Linked DNA regions of Zea mays: all the other regions are linked to region 1. Evidence: chromatin contacts called from public Hi-C data. All regions are on one chromosome and are shown on one strand. Each heading gives the region's core, a stretch centred on a gene start, on an enhancer-like site or on the middle of the called end of the contact. The rest is flanking DNA. Distances are from core to core; before and after follow the strand shown.

What was found. A called contact is a pair of places that touch in the nucleus more often than the background predicts.
Region 2: a Hi-C map of tassel shows a contact between it and region 1, with 2.1 times the contacts expected there. The contact joins two enhancer-like sites. A contact is called at or near these places in 2 of 25 Hi-C or Micro-C datasets (ear and tassel).
Region 3: a Hi-C map of ear shows a contact between it and region 1, with 2.1 times the contacts expected there. The contact joins two enhancer-like sites. A contact is called at or near these places in 2 of 25 Hi-C or Micro-C datasets (ear and tassel).

What each region holds. Positions count from the first base shown.
Region 1 is chr5:129,735,417-129,738,815 of Zm-B73-REFERENCE-NAM-5.0, forward strand. No RefSeq gene overlaps it. Among protein-coding and RNA genes, the nearest start is that of LOC111589321, 35 kb to the right of the region's middle. Within about 2 kb of position 1,680, at least 13 of the 20 cell types and tissues checked have an H3K27ac peak or open chromatin away from gene starts, as enhancers often do. A contact at or near this core is called in ear and tassel, where this site is marked.
Region 2 is chr5:129,943,921-129,947,319 of Zm-B73-REFERENCE-NAM-5.0, forward strand. No RefSeq gene overlaps it. Among protein-coding and RNA genes, the nearest start is that of LOC103629915, 51 kb to the right of the region's middle. Within about 2 kb of position 1,806, at least 11 of the 20 cell types and tissues checked have an H3K27ac peak or open chromatin away from gene starts, as enhancers often do. A contact at or near this core is called in tassel, where this site is marked.
Region 3 is chr5:129,605,757-129,609,155 of Zm-B73-REFERENCE-NAM-5.0, forward strand. No RefSeq gene overlaps it. Among protein-coding and RNA genes, the nearest start is that of LOC103626879, 20 kb to the left of the region's middle. Within about 2 kb of position 1,770, at least 15 of the 20 cell types and tissues checked have an H3K27ac peak or open chromatin away from gene starts, as enhancers often do. A contact at or near this core is called in ear and tassel, where this site is marked.

The DNA.
Region 1 (3,399 bases), core at 430-2,929:
TGTTCGGGGTACTATTTCCTCCAATTGTGTGAAAATTGAAAAGTATGGTTCGTGTCTGAAAAGCATTAGTTGGTGGGGGCATATTTTTGTATGGTTCCACTCTACTACCTTCTATCTGGTGAATTAGATCCTGATTCTAAATAAGTTTCTCTCTAATCAGATTAAACACTTTAATGTAGCTGCCAATTGCTTATTTTGCAGGCGCAGAGTATGCTAGGAAAATACTCAATAATTATGGTACATGTCCAATTCTAAGTATGGTATATTGTGCTCTAATATTTTTAGGCATCATTGTTTCTGTTAAATACTATTGCCCATGGTTAAGGTTATGAGTGCATTGGTTAGTGAAAAAATAGTAGGTCCTTCATTTTGGTTGGATAATCAGTCTGAATTGCAATACTCCTAGCTTCAGATAGCACAATAGCCAACTAAGTCGATAGCACAACAACCAACTAAAGTTGGTGTGCTTTCTTTTGTAAAAAAAAATTATTTCATAGTCACCACAATAGGGTTTCCGCAAGACTTGCAAGTTGCAAGTACGAGCTCGTGTGCAAGTGCTCAGCTGTGGCTATTGTCAGTTGTAAATATTGGCGGCATATTAGGAAACAAATTATCCCTATTTGAGTTGCGCACACATTTTATGTTATTAGTGTGAATTTGTGAGATATTGAGGTTGATGATATGTATATTGTTCATTTTCATGTGATCGTTATGCACTAACAGTTATCGAATAATTTATACGCCGTCGCAACGCACGGGCACATACCTAGTATATATGAAGTAAGTGATGGATGAATTGATAAACGAAGTCACGTGCAAGGCTGAAGTCATCGGTTCGATTCTCACAGCCAAGTAGAGTGTGAATTTTGATCGAAAAATTTCTAGGCTCTCGGCTTGCGGACAACGTTGCCTGGGTGAGCCATCCCCTAATTAAATGTGGAAAAATCGATTTCCAGTGGTTCTCATTTATTGACCTGTAAAAATAATTATTTTTACTGTTTTATAGCACCGACGGTTTTAAAAAATATCAGTATAAATAGGTTCTGAACCGTCTCTAGAGTTTATCTGCGCTAGTGCAAATAAGTTCCGTCTCTAGAATATATTAGGACTGAATAAGAGGTTTAGCATAACTTTATTTTGACCATATATAAATAAGATGATGGTTTACCCTTCCGATTCTTTTTAAGTATGTTATCCTTGACTAAAAATACATATATTGCTCTCAATCGTCCACATAAAAATCCTTTTCTTCTTGCATTAAATTTCCATTCCCAGATATTTTTATGTGAATGCCCAGACACGCATCGCTTATAGAATTAATTTAATGTACGTATTCAGTTCCAACAATCACGCGGCATCTGAGATAGTGAGATTCTTCGCAGCTTCCACGCGGTGCGATATAAACGACACGGCACATGATGCGGGGGGTTGGCTTCTCGAAACTACAGTGGCTGTTCAAGCAGCCTTGCCTACCGGGAATATGGCAAGTACGCACGCCTGCATACCTAAATGACAGGCCAATCTTGGACCGCATGATGATGCTATTGCTATATATGCATGGTACTCCGATCTCTGCGTGTATCTCCTTTCAACCGTCGGTTCCACTGCACGCACTCAACTCAGGCTCTTCCACACGTCGCTTCGTCTGCCGGTGCGCGGCCTTCGACCACATCCAGCCGCCCACCTGTCGATCGCACTGTCGTCCGTCCGCCTGATTGATGGACGTACCAACAAATCGCTCGCTCTGTGCATCATACCGTGCGAGATTCCATGCGTGCCATGCCCATGCATGCCATGTGTTTGCAGGGTCCTTGTTCGCTGTCGTGCTGTAGGTAGGGTTCTCTTGCTTTCCTTAGTGCCTGCATCCATCAATCAATGGCGCCTCGGTCGCGTGAACAGTTGCTTGCCGCCGCGCCGCCGCCCACGGATGCCACTCCAAAGTCCAAACTTGGGCCGCCGGATGGCCACACGCACAGGAAAAATATATCTTCTTTCTGGTTTTTTTTGGCCGATTTGACTGTCTGTATATTCATCTCAATTTATAATTTGCAGCGATAATCAACTATGTTGATGCAATCTTGCGAAACAACTATGTTCGTCAAATCAACTATGTTGGTGTAATCATGCAATCAAACAATTAATAACTACGTTGGTGCATTCGTGCTATCAAACAATTAATCTGGCGTGTCTAATTAAAATTCTTACTATTTTATATTTAAAAGGAAAGGAAAAGAGAAGTATCCCTTCGTATGTGCGCGCGTGGAGCTTGAGAGCGGGAACAATATACGTGCATGGCTTTTCCGGCAACAGTCCATATCGCACGTATTGCGTCGATCGGGGTGCCGAAAGGAAGATCCCAACCCAAGCAATGACCGGCCGGCAGATCGATCAAGTATCTCTCACATGCATGATCCGGCAGTCAGTTGTGGTGTTGGGTCGGACTGCTGGGTGTATTGTTGTTGATAGATGACGATGAGGTCCTGTTATTTCCAGCTCACGGATTTATTATATTAATCTAGTACGGCAGTAAGGCCGGTACTTCAAGTGCATATATATGGCAGATTGCCGCAGGCGGTAGAATGGTCGGGACTAATGCGAATAATATTTTTTCCATCGAAAGATGTAGTTAGGTCTTGCCTGTCCGGTCAGGGTTATTTGTTATTATTTCGACTAGCACGTGTAAGGTGTATATGTTAAACTCATTGGTAATTAGGCATTACTTTCTAACACATTGGTTGCATCCCTGTACTTGTATGCATATATGCTTCGGATCATTTGGAAGAAATTTATTTTTGAACATAATAATATTTCCATGGAACGTTTTTTTTGGGGGGGAAAAAGATCGGTTGTTTTTCTGCCTTTGGCTCTGAAGAGTCAAGTGCTAATTAATTAAAAAGATTATTAGTTGGCACACTTTAGCTCTATGGTAATATGTATATACCTCTATCATATATAGTCTTATGCAATAAAATACGATATAATGGAATTGCCATATATTCCACGTCTATTATGCCAAGTAGCGAGGCACATATATAGCTCTATGGTAATATGTATATACCTCTATCATATATAGTCTTATGCAATAAAATACGTTATAATGGAATTGCCATATATTCCACGTCTATTATGCCAAGTAGTGAGGCACATATATATATATAGGCGATGGGAACGGATATGTCCCTCCCCTAAGACTGTCTCTAGCAGGGGACACGAAACTGTATAGGACATTGTTTGAAACTGTTTGTAAAGTGAAGATTGAAATATTAGATAAGATATGGGATGAAATAACGGATATTCTGGAGATAGCCTAAGATTTTCTAGGGTTCGTATGGTTTCTTGGGTGCACAAGGATATGATCAAATGTTTCTTATTCCCCTTAATAAGTATTTATTTTTGGTT
Region 2 (3,399 bases), core at 556-3,055, 210 kb after region 1:
TGTGGTACCGTGTGTCAAGCGTTTCAACGTACTAAGCACATGCCGAGAAATATGGTAAATCGGTAAGCCTAGTACTTGAGTAAACCTGGCAGCAGACTTTACCCTTCACGCGACCTGAGACGTGGTCTCCCATTCCGGTTATGGTGGGTACAAGTGCGGTCACTGCACGACGGCAGTCGGGGTCAGTGAGGCATTGTACGCCAAGGCGGTGAGCCCTGATCTGCTGACGGGGAATCGATGGGGACGGTTGATGTGTGTGGGGACGGAGTGCCTCGCCACGTCATGTGTTTAGGTTTACCTTGCAAGGATAAAAACTTGATTCGAATCGTCTGCTTCTCGCAGCTAATGAGACTGCTTGATCCATGCTGCTACATTGAGTAACAAGTGGAAATGTGTTGACTTGGCAAAAGTTGTTGATTGCTAAATGCTTGATACCATGTATGATTAGATAGGTACACATTTAGTCTTAAGAGAGTCACACTAAAACTTGAAAAGCTAAAACTTGATTTTAGACTCATCTAGCGCTTTTGGCAAACCCAACCCCTCAGCCAAACAGCTGCATGTCTAGAGGTAGAGGAGTAGACTCCTCACACCGGGTAAGTCTAGCTGAGTATTAGTATACTCAGCCTTGCTTGTGGCATAATTTTACAGGTTCTCTGGAGGACATGGTTGGTGGAGTGACTTGGCAGAGGAGGAGCATGAGGAGTGATGAGACAGGCTTCCCCATCTCTCAGTTTATTTTCTGTTAGTTTATTCCGCTGCATTCTGAACAATGATCACTGCTTTTGCTAAACTCTGATGATGTTGTAATAAATTTAATACTCCTTAATGTATGGTTTTATTTTTTATTGTATTTGCTCTGTGCCTCACCATCGAGTGAGTACGTGGTACTTGATCCTGGTAGTGGCCTTGTCGGACTAGATCCGAGGGACTGACGTTTTATTCCCATTTAAGTGTAGTCTAGCCTTTAAGGTGGGACTTAGGCACTTAAGTTGGAATAATTCGGACGGTTCCGCCATAATTTGCCATGCCAATTTCACTAGTCATAAAATATGGGTGAGGGGTGGATAAAGAGTGCTCGGGCACACCCTTAAAGTATGTGGATAACTTTTTTTACCACCTTCAATGATTCCTCTTCACAAGATCTTAAGATGTTGTGGAGTTCTTCTCTTTTTTGCCATGCTTTTGCATGATTTCCATATGCCCATTTGTCATGTTTTTCTCAATCTATCTATTAGTATTGAAAAATAAAAAACGTATTGACATTATCGAAATATTCAAACTAATTAACTTAAAAACTAATCATCCAATACATCAAAGGAAACAGGTTTACCAAACTAATATACTAATAAGTAAACTAATCACTTAATAAATAATATTTATTAGCTTAAGAAACATATATTACATGGCCAACTAATGAAAATTATATTCATTATGACATAGACTCAAGCACAGCACATTCCTGAGCAGGGCGGGCGGGCGGTAGGGGTGGCACCAACGTGGGTGGATGGACTGCACAAGCAAGGCTCCAAGACTGGCATGGCCACGCGATCGGGTGGGACGATTGGATCTGCATGGGCGATAGAGCAGGGTGGTTGAGCTAGATGTTGGAGGGTCTAAGAAGGTTTGGGAGTTGTGCTAGGGCCGTGCATATGGTTGAGGGCTTGTTTACTAGTGATGGATTGAGGGAGATTAAAAAGAATTAAATCTTTTCGTATCTAAAATTATATAGAAAGAGATGTAATTCCTTCAATTTCCTCTAATCCAAATGCAACTGAAAGGACTAAGTGGGTTGGCTGTGGTGACAAGTCACGGTGGTGTACGAGGCGATGGGTGCAGTGCGGGCATGTGGTAGACGTCATTGACGCGTGAGGGCATACCTGTGGTCAAAGGGATGTAATTTCAATCGACCATGTGTGCTCAAATTCCGACACTATGCAAAATTAGGCCCATGTAAGGGCTAGTTTGGTAATTTTTTAAAGGGAAAATAAACTAATTTTTTTGGTAAAATGGAAATTATTTGGTAAAATAAGGTTGCCAAACAAGCACTAAAGGAATTTTAGTCGGTCCTGTTGTTCTGAAAATTGCTTTATTTCTGTGGGCTATACTTCGGTCGACAAAAGATTGTCCAATTTTCGCTGGCTACCCAAACAACACACGAAACTTAGATCCTGTTTGTTTACCATTTAAATAATATAATCTAGTTTAAATAAGTTGAGAGGTAAACAAACAACACAGATTATTGTGTATTATGTAATCTAGATGCCTAGATTACAATAATCATAGGTATTTATATAATCCATAAAGTGGATTATATAATCTTAGAATAAAACAAACATGGCCTCAGTGAAACGACGAGGTTTTTTTGCAAATCCTGCAGTAAAGACCATGATGTTGATAGCAACTAGCTAACACTTAAAGTAACAGAAATTGTTTAATGGGCAAGACCATGTGAGATTTGGAGAAGAATCCAACGATACGGTGGTGTAGCCATCAGTCTGACAAGGCACGGTCCCACGTATAATCATGATTCTACCGGTCATTAGCCATCGAAAATAAACAACGGATTAAGCAAGGTATTTGTTCTTTCGGTGAGATCGATCGATATCACGATTCGCTTCCACACCAAGTTATTTTAGTTACCGGTGTGATCTTGTTGGGCTCCACGTACACGTGTGTTCTGTGCGCTTTTTTGTCATACATGCGTGACATGCACTTATAGTTGGGAAGCATGCAGGCAGTGTCAATGGGCAAGCACTTGTCACCCAACATAATTTAGTAGTAATTAGCTTCTCACAGTTTTTTTTTATCTTGCATGCATGCTTACGTTGAGTCCACGCTAATAACATTGCATAATAAACAACTTCTTTACCTTATCCAGTTGATGTAGTTGGGGGCAAGGCAACGGAGCTGCATTAATTCATCCGCGGCCCCGGCCTTTTATTTCTCAGCAGAGCTGGCCGATGTGGCTGCCGTTCTCGCAGCTAGGACCCCAAAAACCTCTCAAAAACTAAGCTAGGACCCCCCTTACACACACAAAAAAAAACCTCGTAGTCTCAGTCAAACTAATAATGGAGTAACGTCCAGCTGACAAGACGAATTTGATGCCACCCTCTATCCTGAAGACCATATTCTGAACGCTCTCTTAACTTTTAGTCATCATCCACATTCCACACAAAGCTTGAGAATGCTGCCAAATCATTAGTGGATTGTGCTAGCGAAAAGATCCTTGCCAGCGTACGTGCTTTGGTTGACTTGACAGTACGGGAGCCCTCATATGAATGGTACCCACACTTCCACGGACATGGCACGGCATGCTGGTCTGATTGTGATCCATCGGACGGGTGCACACTGGAGGATCTCCAAAAGATGTTCTAAATGCCTCCATAAGTTTTGGTT
Region 3 (3,399 bases), core at 520-3,019, 130 kb before region 1:
AAAAAAATTTACGGCTTCCGCAAGCTCATCTACAGAGGGCTTTCCCTCACCTTCATCAACACTACTGCTATCATCACTAGAGGATGGAATACTCATTTTATCTCTTGCCATAAGGCACTTGCATGATGACCTTGATGAGCGTGATGAGGATCGGTGGCTGCACGTCCTTGGAGATTCATCTTTGCTTGAAGAGTCATCCCAAGTTTTGACACTTGTAAGCGCCTTGCCTTTGCTCCTCCCTTTTGTGGGTTCGGCCATATTTGGACAACTGTCCCTGAAGTGGCCCTTCTCCCCGCATGCGAAACATTCTCTCTTTTTTGCTTTTTCCCGTCAATGTTAAAGAGAAGATCTTCGACCTGCAGGGGCACACCCATTAGATTAATCTTGCGGATCATCCCCATTACCTTTTCGACGCGTCAGATTGTTTCTTCGTCCTTGGAGGATGATATTGATGGTTGATTATCTTCATCATTATCATTTTCTTCTTCTTCCTCTTCTTCACTTGAGGAACTTGGAATGGGAGCCTTCTTTTTGCCTTTTCTTTCATCACATGCAAAATCATATGGTCTTGAAGAAGTTGGCTCCTTTTGTCGACTCATTTTCCGCGACATCTCAAATGCCGCAATTTTCCCAATCACAATGGTCGAGGTCATTTGACTCAAGTCCTCAATGTTGTGAAGAATGGTGATGATGCTCCCATATTTTTGTTGTGGTAGTAAAGAGATAATCTTCCTCACAATGTCCGCATCACCTAGCTTATTAATGCCAATAGAATTGAGCTCATTGATGATTAGATTCAAATGAGAATACATATGTTTAACAAGCTCATTATCCTAGCTTATTTTCCGCATCGAGCCGCGCCATGGTCACGCCGGGCAGGGCCGGTCGCTCGCCGGGGAGGGGCTGCACGAAGGGAGAGGGGGGAGAAGAGGGATAGAAGTGAGGAGAGGGGAAGCTCACCTCAGGGCTCGACGAATAGCAGCAACCGCTCAACGGGATCCAACCTAGGGCAAGAGGAGAGGTGGAGAGAAGTGGAAGAGAGGGAGAGGGAAGTTGTTGTACGGGAAAGAGAGAATGAGGGTGAGGGGTGGGGCGCGCCTAGGGGAGGGGGCCTGAGCGTGCACGCAGGGGCCAGGGTGGCCGCGCCACGGGCCGGGCAGACTAATCGCTCTCGCCTGCTTCTAATCGAGATTAAATCATGAATCAAAAACCAAAATTGGATGAACGCGCGATTAGGCACAACATAAGACAAAATAAATATGCTTCGGCATGATGCAAGAACCATATCAACTTAGGTTTTGGTTACACGCGATATGGACACCATTCTCTATATTTCTTTGAAAAAGGGAGGAAGGGCGATATGGACGCCCGAATTTATTAAATAGTAGAGATGAAAATTTATACCCCAAATTCAGGGCGTTACACGCGGGATGATGTCGGTGATCGCCCTCTCTCTCTCTTTCTATCTCATGACAATGGGTTCTTGGTTTGTGATGGCCGCAAGCCATAGCGAAGTTGGTGCACTCATGCATTGTAGAGGAGACCTCCTTTTATTGACGCAAAGAGGTGGTCGCATGACTAGTTGGAGCTAGCGAGGATCACGGTGACGGTACAACCACTCCGGCAAACCTGACTTTGAGAAGATCTACAAGAGCGCTATCTAGACGGCCCATGCTTCAGCGGAACCCAGGTGGGCAAGAAGCATGCATAGGACGACCCTTTGGGCCCAAATGGTGGCATTAGATGGGTGCGCTGCGGCACACGCTGTGGCTGCCTGGTGTGCCCCACATGTCGGCGCCAAGATGTCGTGCGCTTGCGCGGGCTTAACCGGAAGGCTAGCTAGGCCAGTTCGGTTAGTTTTGGCCTAGGCGACACTTTTTCTTTTTTGTTTTGTTTTGTTCCTTTCTTTTCCTTTTTGTGTTTTATTCCTATTTCCAGCTTTCAAATTCAACCTAGCATTACAGATTCAAATACAAATGCAGCAGTACAAGAATATCAACATGGGATGCAAAATTATGTATTTTTCATTCATTAATTACTTAACTTAATGATAATGTATGCATGCATGCTAAGTACTTAAGGAGATTCACATATTTAACTTTTCTCCCTTTATTAAGTCAAAATTTAGGCATTACATTAACTGAGGGCGCCCTTTTGGTTTTTCTTCCTTTCTTCTACTTTTTGTGTAGCGCCCTGAATTCAAATCTTGAAATTTTCTCAAACTCGCTCTAACTTAAAAATAAAATTTAAATTTCATTTCAAAATGTTTGTTTGTGAGTTGATCTAACAAATAAAATATAGTGGTCTATATTCTCTCCAAAATCCTCCTCAAAGTATCCTACAAATATTTCCCCAGTGATCCCACTCAAATTCTTTCCAGAAATACTGCCCAAATATTCCACCGATATTTCTCCAAATATTTCCTCATGAGAAATACCTTCAGAATCACTTTTAAAGTCCCTACAAATATTTTATTAATAATTTTCCTCATGCTCATACGTATACATACGCCTCCGGTGTCATACAGTGAGCTCTACAAGCTAATTTCACTTATACATGGCTAATACATGCTTACCTCCCACTAATCCTCACCTCCTCCCACTAACCCCCCACCTTGCCTATAAATGGAGGGACAAGGGCCTCCCTTCATGCTGAAAGGGAAATGTGCCCTTGGGCCATTTCCAAGTGTTTTGGTGATTCAGTGTCCAACACAAGTGCCTAAGTGTCAAATGGTAGACAAAGTACAAATCAAGTATAAAGGTATGTTTCTCAGACTTAGTACATTGTTTTAGAGACTAATGTATTGTGTCTAAGTGCTGGAAACAGGAGAAATCGAATTGAAGAAAAGATGGCTTTGTTCACCCAGAGTCAGCTCTGTCTGGGTGCACTGGACTGTCCGGTGGTGCACCGGACAGTGTCCGGTGCGCCAGGCTAGCTCAGGCGAACTTGCTGCTCTCGGGAAGGAATTAACGGCGTACGACTATAATTCACCGGACTGTCCGGTGTGCACCGGACAGTGTCCGGTGAGCCAACGGTCGGCCGCTTAATCCGGGCGCGACGCGTGGCCGAGCCAACGACTAGAAGGGAGCACCGGACAGTGTCTGGTGCGCCAACGGCTCCAAGGCTGCCAACAGTCGGCTTCGCCAAATAAGGAAGGAAATCCGCACCGGACAGTGTCCGGTGGTGCACCGGACTGTCTGGTGCGCCAGGCGACAGAAGGCAAGAATTGCCTTCCCAGATTGCTCTCAACGGCTCCTAGCTGCCTTGGGGCTATAAAAGGGACCCCTAGGCGCATGGAGGAGAGGACAAAGCATCCTTTGAGCATTGTTGATCACTCACACTCCATTCTTGCGCACTTGTTCGACATTCTTAGTGATTTGAGCTCCATTCTAGTGTGAA